2 separate regions of the Mus musculus genome follow, and region 1 is linked to region 2. A link is a contact called in public HiChIP or PLAC-seq data. All regions are on one chromosome and are shown on one strand. The core of a region is the stretch at or near the end of the contact, and the rest is flanking DNA. Distances in the headings are between cores, read along the strand shown. Region 1 holds the start of Galr3 (galanin receptor 3). Region 2 overlaps Triobp (TRIO and F-actin binding protein).

The links. HiChIP or PLAC-seq counts read pairs in DNA pulled down with a chosen protein or histone mark.
Region 1: a contact with region 2 is called in an H3K27ac HiChIP or PLAC-seq map of neural progenitor cells, with 2.0 times the contacts expected there. The contact joins the promoter of Galr3 here to the enhancer-like site in region 2. A contact is called at or near these places in 11 of 39 promoter capture datasets (the 3T3-L1 cell line, 3T3-L1-derived adipocytes, the HPC-7 cell line and 6 more), 2 of 15 datasets of contacts at CTCF or cohesin (CD8 T cells and embryonic stem cells), 22 of 484 Hi-C or Micro-C datasets (the 3T3-L1 cell line, B cells, LSK cells and 16 more), 13 of 115 datasets of contacts at active chromatin or transcription factors (CD8 T cells, the HPC-7 cell line, the SCID.adh cell line and 7 more) and 4 of 9 other capture datasets (adipose tissue, liver, macrophages and 1 more).

The regions. Positions count from the first base shown.
Region 1 is chr15:79,040,615-79,043,314 of GRCm38.p6, reverse strand. Galr3 (galanin receptor 3) reads right to left here and starts at 1,430. Exons shown (of 2, transcript NM_015738.2): 1 at 1,025-1,430; 2 at 1-595. The coding sequence starts at 1,383. It also overlaps a transcript of Gcat not described here.
Region 2 is chr15:78,987,544-78,990,243 of GRCm38.p6, reverse strand. It overlaps Triobp (TRIO and F-actin binding protein), which reads right to left. Exons shown (of 25, transcript NM_001039156.1): 13 at 2,296-2,352. Among named protein-coding and RNA genes, the nearest start is that of Mir6956, 13 kb to the left of the region's middle. Within about 2 kb of position 1,368, at least 109 of the 459 cell types and tissues checked have an H3K27ac peak or open chromatin away from gene starts, as enhancers often do. A contact at or near this core is called in adipose tissue, astrocytes, brain and 9 more, where this site is marked.

The DNA.
Region 1 (2,700 bases), core at 181-2,680, 53 kb before region 2:
GTGGTGGTGGTGGCGGTGGCGGCGGTGGCCGCAGGGCCACAGGCGGCGGAAGCGCGCGCGGAAGTGGCGGGAGGCAAGGGAATAGACGAGCGGGTTGAGGCAGGAGTTGGCGTAGGCGAGGCAGTGCGAAGCCAGACGACAGGCGTAGGTGGCCGGGCTGAAGGCGAAGCGGCCGTACCAGAAGCAGAGGATGAGCGCGTGGTGCGGGCCCCAGCAGAGTGCGTAGAGCGCGGCCACCGTCAGCATGGCGCGCCCCGCGCGGCCGGTTGCCCGTCTGCGTGCCTCTGCCGCCGCCGCACCCGCGGGACCCACGGCGGCCCACAGGAAGCACAGCGTGCGTCCGTAGGCCAGGCTCACCACGGTCACCGGCAGCAGGTAGCCTGCGGCGAAGGTGGCCACGTCCAGCGCGCGCCGCCGCGCGTCCTCCCAGGCGGGCACGCAGAGCTCGAGCGCGCCGTAGCGCACCGTGCCGTAGTAGCTTAGGTAGGGCGCGGAAAAGAGCGCCGCCAGCAGCCACACGAGCCCCACGGCGGCGCGCGCGTTGCGCGGGGTGCGGAGGGCCCGGGAGCGCAGCGGGTGTCGCACCGCCAGGTACCTGCGGGTGAGGGCGGGGAGGTCAGGGGCGGGGCCTCCTGAGAGCCCGCCCCCGTGCCTGCCTTAATTTCCCCATCCAATCCCTTTGCCTGCCATTTAGCAAGGGCTCAAAGAGAAGAGACTCATCGTCTAGGGAATTTCAAGCCATGGATAAATGTGAGGCAATGTGAGTCAGGTATAGGTACCTTAGCATCTGACGAGTGTATTGGGAGTTTCTTTTGTTACTACACAATTCCAATTTATACCTGGCCCCCTGCGCTGACACTTTGGGGCTTAGAAATGCCCTCTGGAAGTCCACACTGGAGGCCGGAAGGGCAGGTGCCACTAAGGCCTTCCTTTCCTCCCACCAAAGTCTGGTCCCTAGTTATATTCCGCTAGCTAATAAGAATCTGTCCAGGTCCCTCTCTGGCCTGACCCAGGTACAGCTCACCTATCCACTGAGACGGCCGCCAGGGTGAAGCTGCTGGCATACATGGTGAGGTAGATGAGCAGATGTACCGTCTTGCACACGAAAGCCCCAAAGAGCCAGGCATCCAGTGTGTAGATGGCCGCCTGGAAGGGCACGCAGCACAGGATGAAGCAAAGGTCGGCCACCGCCAAGTTGAGGATGAAGAGATCCGTGGTACTGCCCGGTTCCTGCCAGGCACTTGGGCCAGGCTGCAGAAGCACGGCCAACACCAGCCCATTACCCACCATGCCCAACAGGAAGATGAGGGCAAAGACCACCGGCACTGCCACAGCCCCTACGCTCCCTGGGCTGTCCAGCGAAATGTTCTGGATGTCAGCCATTTTCCTAGCAAACGAGGAAGAGAAAACGGGTCTTCAGACAGGAGGCCAGGTCTCAAGGCACTTGACCCAGGAATCTGGTTCTTTCAGCCTGGATCTGACCAGGTATCTGGGCTAGAAGTTCATGAAGGACAGAAGAGGGTAGAACAAAGCCAAAGTCAGCATGTGAGACAGTCACATTGGTTGTGTGTGTCACACACACACACACACACACACACACACACACACACACACGCTGATCCTTGGTTTCCTAGGGAACACCTCTTTAACCCAGAACCTGGAAGGCTGTTTGGGTTATTCTAGATTTATAAGGCACATGAAGACACAGGCAGAATAAGAAGATGCCGAGGCCGCTGAGAGGCAACACAAACTGGCTATATTTTCTTTTTCAACCACATTGGACGCTCAGGGGAGACCTTTGAATTTAGGGGCATTTTTGTGGCAACAGGCGGCACCGGTAACACCCCTGAGTCAATGAAGAGTCCTTCCTCATGAGAGCACTACAGCAGCAGAGCTAGGAAGACCACAGAAGTCACCGCCTCCGCTCTGCACGTAGGGAAACTGAGGCCTAGAGAGGTGACACAAGTGGCTAATATCACAACCTGAGTGACAGCTCTGGGGCTGCTGGGATCCTGACTCCTAGGCTGGAATGCGCATCGGAAAAACTGCAACAGGTGCTACCCGACTGTTCACATGTGTCCCCATGCACGTGCCTGTGCGCACATTGCCTGGTGTCAACCCTACCCTGAGCCGCAGTTTACAACCTGTGGGTCCCCTTGTGCTCAGGGACCCAGTGCAGCAGTGAGATGACTTAGGAGCAGGGGTTCAGGAGGCAGGGAGGACAGAAGAAGGGGGACATCTGCCCCTACACAGCACCTACAAGCAGTAAGCCCCCAAGCCCAGGATAGGCGGCACCCACCTCAGCCCTAGGCACTGGGCCCCTGCATGCTTCCTGGTAGAACGGCCAGGCTGGAGCTTCTTGTTTCAGCCCTTGATTGCCTCCATGCAGGTACGCCTCTGCTTCCTATTTCTCTCTCTTCATTTTCAAGGCCCCTCCTCTCCTCTCCCCTGCCCTCAGCTGTCCGCTGAGTTGGATGTTGGGCACTCGCTACTGCTCCGGAGTGGACTGGCCACCTCCTCCTCAGACCCCCGATTTCCCCGGGGTGGCATGCTCTTCAGCGCCGCTCTTCTCTGCCTGTCTGCGTTGTTGCCACCTCATTCTCGCTTTCACGGGCAGTAACCCACTGATCTCCGCTCTAGGAGATTGGCTTCCGTGGTTAACCCTTTCCTGCCCAGGGCTCAGCCCATTCCTGGCACCTC
Region 2 (2,700 bases), core at 119-2,618:
ATCATCCAGCCTTCAACCTCCTGGGCACTAGAATTACAGGCATGCACCATCATGCCTGTATTATATGATGCTGGGCATCAAGGCCAGAGTCTTGCCTGGTAGGCAACCATTCTATCAACTGAAGTATTTGAAGCTCATTCAGGACCACTCAAGATATCAGAGCTCAGCATAGCACGTGCCTTTCTCCAGTGCCGATGAAGGAAGGTACAGGCTCTGTGAAGTTAAATGCCTACAGGGGCAGTGACTAAGTGGGGCCAGACCTCTGCAAGTCTTTCTCTGCGTGCTGGCCTGACACAGGGTCAAGGACAAAGGCCTCTCAGACAGAAGGACTAGAAAGAGGCCTGGGGCAGGCAACTGAGTGTTGCTCCCCCATCTGTGCTGCGGGCTGGTTACACACATGTTCCGGTGTGAGAGTGCATTGGTTAACCCTCACATTTGTGATTCCGCAGTGTGAGTCCCTGCAGTACCTCTTTTAGGCTGGGAAGCCACATGGGAAAGGGACAGGCAGCCGAGCATCTCATGTGTGTCTCAGACGACTGCTGGCCACTTTCCTGGGATCCTAGTTGCCATCAGCCCACTGCTGGATCAGTGTGTCCTGGTGCAGCCCTCTTGGGGCTCCCCCAACACCACAACCCTGCCTAGGCTATTTCCTATTTTTATCCCATAGGGACATGATACGGTTTCTAGCATTTGAGGGTGATGCTTTCTACTTCTTCCCAGGGGTCTCCCCTGAGAAACAGGGTTTAAGCACCAAATGCCCAGAGTGTGAGTGTTGCCTTGCCATGTGTCTCTCAGCAAGGGTCACCACCTCCCCAGCCTTCACTGTTCTGACTCTACACTGGGAATGGCAAGAAGTCTAGATTTTGGGTCAGGCTACAGGTTATCTGTCGTTCCCCCCACCCAACCTGCTCCCTCCTCCCCGCCCGAGACAGGGTTTCTCTGTGTAGCCCTGGCTGTTCTGGAACTCACTTTGTAGACCAGGCTGGCCTTGAACTCAGAAATCCGCCTGCCTCTGTCTCCCAAGTGCTGGGATTAAAGGCGTGTGCCACCACTGCCTGGCACTCTTAAAACAATCTTGCTCCTGGAGTGGACTAAGGTACCACTTGGGAACTCAAGTGTCTCTGTGAAGTGAGGAGGGTTCTATGGATAATGGTTTCTTGGTTGTCTAGGTCAGCTCTGTCCCTAATTGTAACAGAAGATGGATGAAGCTCTGAGGGCCCCAGGTTCTAGGCCTGGGCTGCCCAGGGTATCACTCAGCCTGGAAGAGAGCTCACTCTTGTGGCTCCGACTCCCATCTGTACATGAGGGGCTGGGGCTGGCTGCCCTCCCAAGGCCCTTCCAGTTTGGACATTCCAAAACCCAGTGAAAGAGCATGAGTAATGGCCAGTTCTGGGTGGTGCCCATAATCCCTCTGCCCTCCAGGGACTTGGGGTAGGGAGGCCAGAAAGGGGTCACTGGCAGGGCGCCAGGCCTTGTGTGAGCCTGGCCAGCAGCCACTAAGGGATGGCAAGCAGGCAGCGGGGACAGAAGGCTGCGGGGAATTAAAGCGCGTGGGCAGGAAACACAATGCGATTCCCCTTGGCTCTGAGCCCTGCCCAGCATGCGGACCGCATGCAGATCTGATGCAGATCCGAGCCATGGGCACATGCAGGCAGAGTAGGCGGAAAGCCAGTTTAGCTCCCAGCCTCCGGCTTTGCCTGGCCGCTGAAAGAGCAGAGCTGGTGAACGGCACCACCTCAGCTATTTCCAAGGCCAGTCACAGTAGACTGGAAAGACGGAGGGGTGATGAACTAAGCTTAGAAGCTTCCGGCTCCTCACGCAGTCACCTCTGTGAGTGACTCTGTTCTCCATCATACCCATGTCACAGATCTGCTGACTGAGGCTGTGGTTCCACCGACAGGTCTGGCCTGTGTCCTGTGCCCTACTCTGTACTGTCTGGAAGTTGGTACAACTCAGGTACAACTCGGGAAGCCTTCACCCCAGACCCTCAGACTCCTGTCAAGCATTGTCATGAGGAAGGAGAGCCAAGATACTCCTGTCGAGAGCTAAAGATGGGATCTGGAGCGTGCATGGCAGGGAGGCTCCACCCTGTGCCTCACATGTTAAGACTCATGAGGAAGCCTAGAGCCAGCAACCTGTCCCTCCTAAGCATTCACTAAGCCTCTCCCTCGACCAGAAATTCAACTCCATTAGGGTTTTCACTGGCCCTCCCATCGGACCCCTTTACCCACCCCAAGAGCCTCTCCACGGAAGCCCTGCATCAGCCCGGCCAGTCCCTCCCCTCCAGTCTCCTACCTCTCCAGGCTCATCCAAGATTGACATCCATCCTTTCTTGAAGTTGAGCAGATCGGGCTACAGGAAGATGAGAAGGCAAATGGTCAGACTCAGTGTGAAAGCCGACGGGGCTGCTAGAAGGGAATGCGACAGTCATCCTGTCGTAGTCCTGGTGACACTGAGGTCCTGGGAGACCAACGGCGAGGGCAAAGGACCCAGAGAACTTAACTCTCCTCACCTACCCCCAAACCAAGCAGACTCCCCGCCACTGAGACAGCCTTAGACCTTTCCCCCAGCATCTCCCCCTCCCCAGGTGTCCAAGCTCCCCGGCCCTACCCAAGATGGGGAGAGGGAGAGACAAAAGGAACTTTTCCTATAAAGAGAGCCCCAGGGAATCCAGAGAGCAGCCTCGAGAAATAGCCTAGT